Linked DNA regions of Mus musculus: regions 1 and 2 are each linked to region 3. A link is a contact called in public ChIA-PET data. All regions are on one chromosome and are shown on one strand. Each heading gives the region's core, a stretch centred on a gene start, on an enhancer-like site or on the middle of the called end of the contact. The rest is flanking DNA. Distances are from core to core; before and after follow the strand shown.

The links. ChIA-PET counts read pairs in DNA pulled down with a chosen protein or histone mark.
Region 1: an RNA polymerase II ChIA-PET map of memory CD8 T cells shows a contact between it and region 3, with 97 read pairs. The contact joins two enhancer-like sites. A contact is called at or near these places in 15 of 39 promoter capture datasets (the 3T3-L1 cell line, the C10 cell line, the HPC-7 cell line and 9 more), 2 of 484 Hi-C or Micro-C datasets (Th1 cells and regulatory T cells), 1 of 115 datasets of contacts at active chromatin or transcription factors (memory CD8 T cells) and 1 of 9 other capture datasets (adipose tissue).
Region 2: an RNA polymerase II ChIA-PET map of memory CD8 T cells shows a contact between it and region 3, with 11 read pairs. The contact joins two enhancer-like sites. A contact is called at or near these places in 3 of 39 promoter capture datasets (embryonic stem cells and stem cell-derived epiblast-like cells) and 1 of 115 datasets of contacts at active chromatin or transcription factors (memory CD8 T cells).

What each region holds. Positions count from the first base shown.
Region 1 is chr10:8,128,501-8,131,571 of GRCm38.p6, reverse strand. No RefSeq gene overlaps it. Among named protein-coding and RNA genes, the nearest start is that of Gm30906, 46 kb to the left of the region's middle. Within about 2 kb of position 1,376, at least 55 of the 459 cell types and tissues checked have an H3K27ac peak or open chromatin away from gene starts, as enhancers often do. A contact at or near this core is called in Th1 cells, memory CD8 T cells and regulatory T cells, where this site is marked.
Region 2 is chr10:7,437,677-7,440,871 of GRCm38.p6, reverse strand. No RefSeq gene overlaps it. Among named protein-coding and RNA genes, the nearest start is that of Ulbp1, 34 kb to the left of the region's middle. Within about 2 kb of position 1,726, at least 18 of the 459 cell types and tissues checked have an H3K27ac peak or open chromatin away from gene starts, as enhancers often do. A contact at or near this core is called in memory CD8 T cells, where this site is marked.
Region 3 is chr10:7,823,014-7,826,276 of GRCm38.p6, reverse strand. No RefSeq gene overlaps it. Among named protein-coding and RNA genes, the nearest start is that of Zc3h12d, 7.8 kb to the left of the region's middle. Within about 2 kb of position 1,451, at least 47 of the 459 cell types and tissues checked have an H3K27ac peak or open chromatin away from gene starts, as enhancers often do. A contact at or near this core is called in Th1 cells, memory CD8 T cells and regulatory T cells, where this site is marked.

The DNA.
Region 1 (3,071 bases), core at 127-2,626, 310 kb before region 3:
TTCCACAGGGTGAGTGAAGCCAGCCTATGCAGAAGAGGAAGGTTGATCTGGGAGACGGTCAGTGGGCAAGGTCAGTGGCTGCTCTTCCGAAGGAACCAGGTTTGAATCCCAGCACCCACATGGTGGCTCACAACCATCTGTAACTCTGGTTCCAAGGGATCCGATGCTCTCTTCTGATCTCCATGGAAACCAGGCATGCATGTGATACACATACATATATGCAGGTAAATGTCCATTCATAGACAAGGAAAGAGAACAGACAGAGATAGAGCCCAGTCTCCCAAGAGCACACACGCCCAGAGGCTGGGGTGTAAGGATACGAAACAGAAGTGAACAACACTCAGGCAGAAAAGGAAGGTCTCTAGGTTTGCATACTTGTGGAAGGACTTTCCCCACTGTCAAACCAAGACATCATTACCTGTCTTAGGAAAGCCCATTTCACTGATTCTGAAAACGCCAAAACCACCATCCTGAGTATAGATTTTGCAAACAAAAGATCCCCTGCCCTCACAGGAACCACCTCTCTTCCAGTGCCTAAGTCAGTAGAGAGCTCGATTTTGTAGCTACATCTTCCAAAGACCTATCTTTGCCTGTTCTGCCGCCTCCACACTGGGGCCTGCTGTCACCACTAGTAACACTTGTCTTCCTCTACCGCCTCTTCTATGAATGTGGCGTGCAATAAGCTTCGAGATAATCTGAAATCAAAGGAGCCTGATGTGCTGCGCAGGGGAAGAATGGAAAGAGAGACTCCTTCGAGTATAGGCGTGGGCTTACTGGTTCCTCCGCTGTACACTGAGCCCTTTTTCTGCCCGAAGTCAGAAGCAGCGTTTGGGTGATAATTCAATTGCTCTCATTCTCCAGTGGCTGTTAAAGGCTCTCTTTTCTTTTGAGCGATGGATCATATTTCTCTCTTATCTTCAGTCATTTCTGGGCTGCGCTTACCAGATAAGGGCCCCACTCCCCCTGCTCCCCACCATCTTAAAAGATTTCCCTGCCGAGTTTTATCAGCGTGAGTGCCGCACAGAGTGCATTCTGACAATGTTCAGGGCCGTTTGTTTCCAAGTCTCACAAGACTTTCTGACTTCCAAAGGAGTAGAGCTGCCAATAAAGTCCCTAGACTTCAGCCTCAGGAACAGGGAAGGGGAACGAACCAACAGAAATACCTGGAATTTATAAGGGAAATGTTTCGTGACCTTTGTTTTTAAAAGCAGGTTTTGGGGGGAGCCAGAAAATTCCCCTAGAGTGGTTTCATAGAGAAAACAGTACACCTCAGGTTTGAAAACAGGAAAAGGTGAGAGAGTGGTCACTGCTCGATCATCGCAAGAGCAGGGGAAATTGGTCTGAGGCAAACAGTTCTCAGAAAAAGCAACAGTTTCTTGACGGTGAGTGTTTAGATGGTTTTGACACCCTCCAAGCGAGGGCCAGACTCAAGTCCACACTCTGGAGGACTCTGAAAGCCAAAGTAGGTCAGGGGACAGTCTTGGAACTTAGAATAAACGTGAAAGCCATCGTGGGGACAATGTCCCTGTGAGAGCTATTGGGATGAAAACTTGAAATAAGATAGAATGAACTGCTGCATCATGACAACACAGAAGGAGACTGGGAGGAGACTGGGAGGAGACTGGGAGTAAGGAAGCTCACAGGACTGGAGTCTTCAAAAGAGATTCGAGTAGACTGAATTTGACCTGCTAATTAAAAAATGTATGTTAAGGTTTCTAGAGGAACACTGAGAAACTAAAACCAGAGCCTCTAAGTGCCAAATTAATGTGAGGACAGCAGTATAGGAAAGAGAATTTAATGTCACTATATTGCTTATATCGATTGTTTTAAATTTTTGAAGTCAGCATCCAGTTTCCTAGGGTAATCTTGAAAAACAACACAACCAACCCAGGGAAAGAAAAAAAAATGAGAATAACAAGAACAGAAAATTTGAAGCTGATTAAAATAAACACTTCAAAGATCTAGATGTGCAAAATTGTATCTTGATATAGATCAATAGAAAGAAAGATGCACTGCAAAAGAGCTTGAGGAAAAGGGACAAAAGACAGAAATAACAAATATTAAGTCTAAAAAAAATCAAATTATATATATAGGACAAGTTCATATATAATAAAAGTGAGCAGATTGAAAACACCATCCTTGAGGTTTTAAATGAAATAGAAGTGTTCCTTAAAAAGTAGAAATAACAAAAGATGCTTTGGGCAATAATAGCAAATATAGATGATTTGTTAACTGTTAATAAATTAAATTGGAATTTTAAAAACCTTCCCACATTAACCTTGAGTGGTCCTAAGGGAACAATGTCCTCTCACTTAGGGACCGATAGTCTCAGTCTTAGCCAACCTCGTCCTCTCTCCAGGAAGCAGGCAAACAGCAAATGGTATCTCAGCTTATTTTACTCCATAATAATTGTTTTTGATTTTAAAATTTTAAATTCATAAAAATAGAAGCAAAACCAAAGTGTTGACAAACAGAATCCTATCTTCCATGACCCTACGTGACACCTTACATCATAATCAAATTAGATTTATGTTAGGATGTAAGAGTATTAGGTAGAAGTCAGAAAATCTATTCATACAACTAACGTGACACATGAAAGGGGAGGGGTTGGTCATCTTAGTAGATTCAGAAAAAGCATCTAGTGAAATTCAACACAGTACACCAATATGACTAAATCTGATAAAAGATATTAATAAAAAAATAGCAATAGGATGGGGAGATGGGTCTGTGTGTGGACCCATTAGCTGTGTAAGTCTGCACACCAGTGTTCATATCCCCAGAACCACATACAGCTGGACATGGTGGCTTGCATCTGTAACCACACAGCTCCTGCTGCAAGGTGGAGAGAGAACTCAGGAGTCGCCACACGATCTCCAGTCAGCCAGCCTGTCGAGAACAATGAAAGGCCCTGTCTCACACGAGGTGAAAGGCAAGAACTGATATTTGAGGTTGTCTCCTGACCTCCGCATGTGTGTCCTAGTACATGCATGCCCGTCCCCTAAATACATACATGAGCCTTAAAAAAAAAATAAATAGAAGGACATGCTAACTTCATAGGTCAGAGAGTTCAG
Region 2 (3,195 bases), core at 477-2,976, 390 kb after region 3:
CTTACTGATCATACATGTAATTAAATAGCTATATGTTTTTTATCCTATACCATTTTAATTTAAGTGGCAAAATGTCTGAGGTATTTTGAGTTTCACTGTCTTTTAGCAATCATTTAGGGTGAAATTAATTTATGATTCAAATCCTTCTTACCAAGAAGTATATTCTCTCCATCGGAAATTCATTGCTTTGCCTACATACAACCATTAGCACACTTTTTGGCTGCTTCCTTCCTTTGCTAGACTGCTGACATAATTTAGGCTTCTTTTTTTCCTGGAAGGTTTAAAGTCCTGAACACAGGAAACCTCATCATGTTTTGTATGTTACAAAATGGGTTTAGATGTACAATATTATCAACATTGTTATTGGTTTATGGCTTTTTGACACCTAGCTTCAATAACCTAGCGACATTGTTTGTATAATGCCGATATTTGCTTTTTCTTCCCAAATTTAAAACAATCTAATGTGTTACATTTGCTTTTATCTCATGAATTAAAACAAATTTCCACTAACTTTGTCTGTTCTCTTACTTATCAGTCTATTTAAGTTAAAGCCTTTCAGGAAAGGACTTATGCAAACCTTAGTGCATAGCATTGATCTACAGGTACAGAACATATAAATCAAATCAAAGACACAGGATAGAGCTGAGCCAGGCCACAAAATAACACAAAAGCATTGTATCTGTGAACAGGAGTTCACAGAAAGAGCTAGACCTACAAAAGCCAATTGACTGAGTAGATCCTCAAAGATGTGAGATGCTAGGACACCACAGGCTCAAAGATATATTGTCTTGGTTCATCTTTAGCCCACTTAGTACTGCCTACTATACTGCCTACTATAGTTGGTGCCCTAACATTATTATGAATATTAGATACAATCTGAGAAAGTGTGAACAGCCCCTCTGGATTCCCCCAATCTAAAAAGCTAAAATTTTAGCAAATACCATCTGAGCACCAGAGGTAAGATTTCCAAGACTTGATATAACCTATCTGTGGTATACACCAAATGATGTATTTGAAATATTATTGATTTGTGTCTTTCCTTGTGTCTTTAGTATAAAAAGTTAATAAAACTGCTATCACATAAACTTGTAGATTATCTAACTTTGGGCTCATTCTTGTAGACTGGACATGGTCTTTAATATTTACCTCCAGAATAAAGATTTCTTACCCTTTGGAGGGACGGTTTCTCCTTTTATCCACATGGAAGCATCTCTCAGCACTGTAATAGGAAATGAGAAGACCACATACCATAATCAGTTTTTAACAGACTAGACCCTTAGTAGGGACAAGGTAGAAGATGGAGACCTCAGACACAGAGCTTACACAGAACCTTGAGAGGGGCACAGTGAAGTAAAGGAAGGAAAAATGAAGCCACTTTTGGTGGTGTGGGTTAGAAAGCAAGTTCCTCTACTATTGGCAGGAAATCTTTGCTGGAGAGAAGGCAGCTTCTAATTGTTCCCTCAGTTTCTTCTATACAATGTTCTACAGTAAGGGTGAAGGAAAGCCCACATCTAGGCAGGGGAAGGAGCATATGAGAGGGCTCTGTAGACTGAGGCTGAGAGGGGACAGAGCAAAATCAAGAGGAGATCACAGGGTGGGAGACTGGAAAGAAGAGGATCTACTGAGAAACAAAGGGTAGCTTTCTTACACTTGAGGATCCTGTCACACAGCCATGAGGGCTAGCTGCAAGTATCACAGAATCCTTGCCTGAATTGTGACCAGAGAGGTATAACTTACAGGAAACACCTGAAATGCCATCAGCAAGCCCCTGGTGTTACAAAGGAAATACGTGTTTCCTGTAGAATAACTTGAACATCAAATCTCACCAGTTTTTGAGAGTACATCCTGGATGAATTAGAAAGCACAGTAGCCAAGAGGCAGAGTTGCTCCTACCCAAGATACAACACTGAGCCTGAAAGTGCCCATTAGGTTGTCAGATCTACGGTCTCCATTGTTGTTCACAAACCATGTCTTCTTTGTGAGCACACACTTTTCATCCACAATTTGATTTTGGTCATATTGTTTCATCACAACAATAGTAACCCAAACTAGTACAGAAATTGGTACAGAATTGTAGGGTATTGCTGTCACAGACCTGATGATGTACTGTGGACAGGATTGTGGAAGAACTTTGAGACTTTGGGCTAGAAAGGTCACTGAGTGTTGAGAGCTCAGTGAGCTCTTCTGGAATAGCTTGGAAGAGAAGATTTTTTAGATCAGTGCAGATGGTAGAGGCATCTTGTGAAGTTTTCGAGGGAAGCAAAGTCTTTACTATGCCATTGATACAAAGAGTCTGTGGTATCTGCCCAGCTAGTGCAGAAGAATGGGTTGTGATTTACAAGAGATGAGAACAAGTAAAGTAAAACTGCTTTGCTTGGACAATGGATGCTGTCAGCTGGGTCTAAAGATCATTGAGGGGAAGTCTTCTAGGAAGGGTTTCCTAGAGAAGTGAGAGAGAGAATGAGGAGATTCTCACAGTACATTCAGGTTCCTGGAAATGAGTGTAGCTCTCCCTTCACCAGTAGAGGACACATATGAAAAAGTCATTAGCACATAAGCAGTGCAAAAAAGTCTGAGAGTCATTCATGAGCTTATACTGTGATACTAGCTGACAAATACCGGTGGTGCAGACTCAAACCTGGAGGGCATTGGATCTCCCTACCAAGTCTCCTGAGACAGAAATCTTCAGCTGTGCATGGACAAGAACCACCACAAACAACAGAGGAAAAGGAGGAAGGCAAGAAGAGAGTTTCCCAACTAGGACACCAATGGTTTGCCTCATGGGGATGATCTAAAAGCATGGGAAACACATTTCCCAAATGAAACATGTATATCACTCCATCCAAGAGTCAGGAAATGTGTCATCAGAGGAGAAGAAAAGGATGTGAGAGCAAGACTGGATGGAATGATGGGAAATCCTGTTCTCCAGCCATAAGCTCATCGTTGCACTGCTGAACTCTCAGCAGCTCTGAGAATTTGCTTGATATCTCCGCAAGATCAGGCCTGTAACACACACACACACACACACACACACACACACACACACACACACACACATGATAGAGAGGGGGGAGCACCTTAAAGAAAGACATGTAGAAAGAATGGAAAGAGAGACTGATACAAGGGTTGATATGACTGATTTATATCTTACACATACATGAAGATGCCATAATAAAACCAATTGTTTTGGTGACT
Region 3 (3,263 bases), core at 202-2,701:
CTGTGCCTTTGGTTTGTGAATAGTAGATGATTATCAATGTAACAGTGAAACAACCCTTCTGAAGGTAAAGATATCTGCCGTCCAATGAGATTACAGTAAGACAAGGCTCCACTGCATGCCGTGTGTATGAAGATGAGTTGCACAGGGCGACTGCCCCCAAGACAGTATGAGAAGTGGCCCACTATGGGACTAGAGACCACGTTAACTAGGGAGCTCTACTAATCCTGCTCCCAGTGTATCAAAGTCTCGCCCAAACCACACCCATCTGTAGCCACTCCAGACCCTTGAACTGCTGGCCTTCGTCAATGAGTGATCGTGGAGCAGAGACCATAGACTTTTTGTGATTTTTATTATTATTATTATTGATGGAAGGCCCATTCTATGTCTCAAATCCAGACTTCTGCACCTACTCTGGGAAAGTAACTTGGATTAAATCTGGTTTGGGGTTGCACGAGGCGCGAATATGGAATGAGTTATGTTCAAAGCAATGGGGGCTGTGGAACCAGCCTGTTGCAGAACCCACTTTCCTTGGCTACACTCTACCACTTTCCTCCTTAGGAATGTGCTCAGCTTCTCTACCGCCTAAGAATCAAATGCAGGCTTTCTGGATTTGCTTCCCGCTCCCTCCTGTCTGTGGGCCCTTCCTTTCTCTTTATAATCCTCTGCTTTGGTCAGCCCATCACCACGTGTTCCCATAGTTTTCTGCTCCTACATCTGGCACCGACCTTTTTGTTTCTGAATCAAGCTTCCCAACTGGAAAGCCAAGCCTCTCCACCACACCAAGGAAACAGTACAAAGCAAAACTGTTTTCAGGAACCAGGGGTCACTGTGGTAGAGTTCTAGAATTCTAGCCGCATCCCCCAACTTCTCTTTTTATACACACTATTGCTAATATGTTACTGTGTGGGTCAGCTTCCCAGCAATCCAAAGGGAATACCATCAACACAGGTTTTAAAAAAATCATTGAGTTGGCTGAGCAGTGGCACACACCTTTAATCCCAGAACAACTCAAGAAGGCAGAGGCTGGCTGATCTTTGTATTCAAGGCCAGCCTGGTCTACTGAGCAAGTTCTGGGACAGCCAGAAAAACCCTATCTCAAAAAAAAAAAAAAAAAAAAAAAATCACATATATTTAGTGTGTGCTTGCAGACGTCACGGGGCACATGTAGAACCCAAGGGTCAAATCCAAGCTTGGTGACATGCGTCTTTACTGGATGAGGTGCTTGGCAGCCCTCACAATACCATTTTTAAACTGCACAATGAAAACACTCAACAGCTCACCCGTCTGCCTGCTCAAACGAACAAGGAATAGAGGAGGCGAAATGTAAGACTGCTAACTCTTAGCATTACTCATATTTCCCAGACCTGGGTGGGTTATAAACACGTAGGAATAAAGACCAGCAAGAATAACTGGTGTTATTTGCTTTGACACAGAGTCCGTTTTGAAAAGAAGGGGATCTCCACATGATCACTTAACAGGAAACAACCTTCTCTCAAGTTTCCCATCAAAGCATAGTCTCCTAGCAACAGCCACTTAAAGGTGAAGCTTCTGAGATTTCGATTTTACTATCTGTTATGTATTCTCTGTGACTCAACCTTCCAGGTATGAAATGTCAAACTTAGATTAAATTTCCACTGACCAAAATTCAGTTTATTAAAGGAACTGGTCCAACTGCTGAGACAACACGGAGGTTCTCACTCAGCCTCTCAGCCTACTAAAGAACTATTAAGAGTGCTGGCCAAAGTCTTTGAAAATTCAACTGGTAAAAGATTAACACCCTAGCCGGGTGGTGGTGGTACCCGCCTTTAGTCCCAGCACTGGGGGGGGGGGGGGGGGCAGAGGCAGGCAGATTTCTGAGTTCGAGGCCAGCCTGGTCTACAAAGTGAGTTCCAGGACAGCCAGGGCTATACAGAGAATCCCTGTCTCAGAAAACAAACAAACAAACAAACAAACAAACAAAAAGATTAACAGCCTAAACTGAAGCTGTATTAATGAGCAATCTGGGGTTTGAAGTAACTACTTTAATGCAAAATGTACTTGCTGTTGTTTTTTGTTTTTTGTTTTTTTTTTTTTCCCAAAAGCCAATGGAAAATCACCGAAAGCTGGTTTCATCTAGTACAGTGGGAGGTAGAAGATTCTCCTTTCAATGGCAGCACCTAAGAGGGAAAGGTGGGGCTCACCTAAACCCTGAAGCCAAATCTGAGACAGAAATTATGGGGCACTTCACCTAGATATACGCAGTAGTAATTCAGATTACTGCCCCATATCTCATCAAGACACATAACCAGGTTATGACTAAAATTATAATTAAAATCACCTAGTGAGACTGGGCATAGTAGTGCATACTCTTAATCCAGCATTTGGAAGGCAGAGACAGGCAGATCTCTAGGAGTTCAAGGCCAAGGCCTGGACTACATAGTGAGTTCCAGGCCACCAAGGCTACACAGTCTCAAAAACAAAGAATGGAAGTCCGCTGGTAGAGGGCTTGTTTAGCAGTCCTTAAAACCACATAATACAGGCGTGGTGGTACACATTTATAACTCCAGATCTCTGCAAATTTGGACAGGAGGTCCAGAAGTTCAACCTCATACTCGGCTAGGTTTGAGGTCAGGCTGGGTTACAAATAACCCCATTAAAGTAAAACAATAAAATAAAAACAATAAAACTAAACAAAAAAAAAGGGGGGGGGGGAAACCACCTGGTTAAAACAACAGCTTCAGCCAGGCATGGTGGCGCACACCTTTAATCCCAGCACTCGGGAGGCAGAGGCAGGCAGATTTCTGAGTTTGAGGCCAGCCTGGTCTACAAAGTGAGTTCCAGGATAGCCAGGGCTACACAGAGAAACCCTGTCTTGAAAATCAAAAAAACAAAACAAAAACAAACAAACAAAACAAAACAAAAAACAAAAAAACCCCACAGCTTCTCAAAAGAAATCCTCATATATTGTCTTTGGGAATGTGAATTATTATAGCCATTATGGAAAACAGTAGAGATATTTTGGGGGACAAACTTTGAAGATGTACTACTATGATCCAGCAGTGTAAAGGGTTTGTTTGCAAACTGCAGAGCTGCCTGTGCTTCCAGCTGAGACACAAAATACACACACTCGCCTAATAACAACAGAGAGAACACATGCCATCTAGACACACAGGATACTCTTTATCCTTTAGGAAGGAAAGGCATTTGCAACATGGGTGAACCTGGACAACATTAATACTGAGTGATATAAGCAGGCACAGAAACACAAATTCTATGTGACCTCA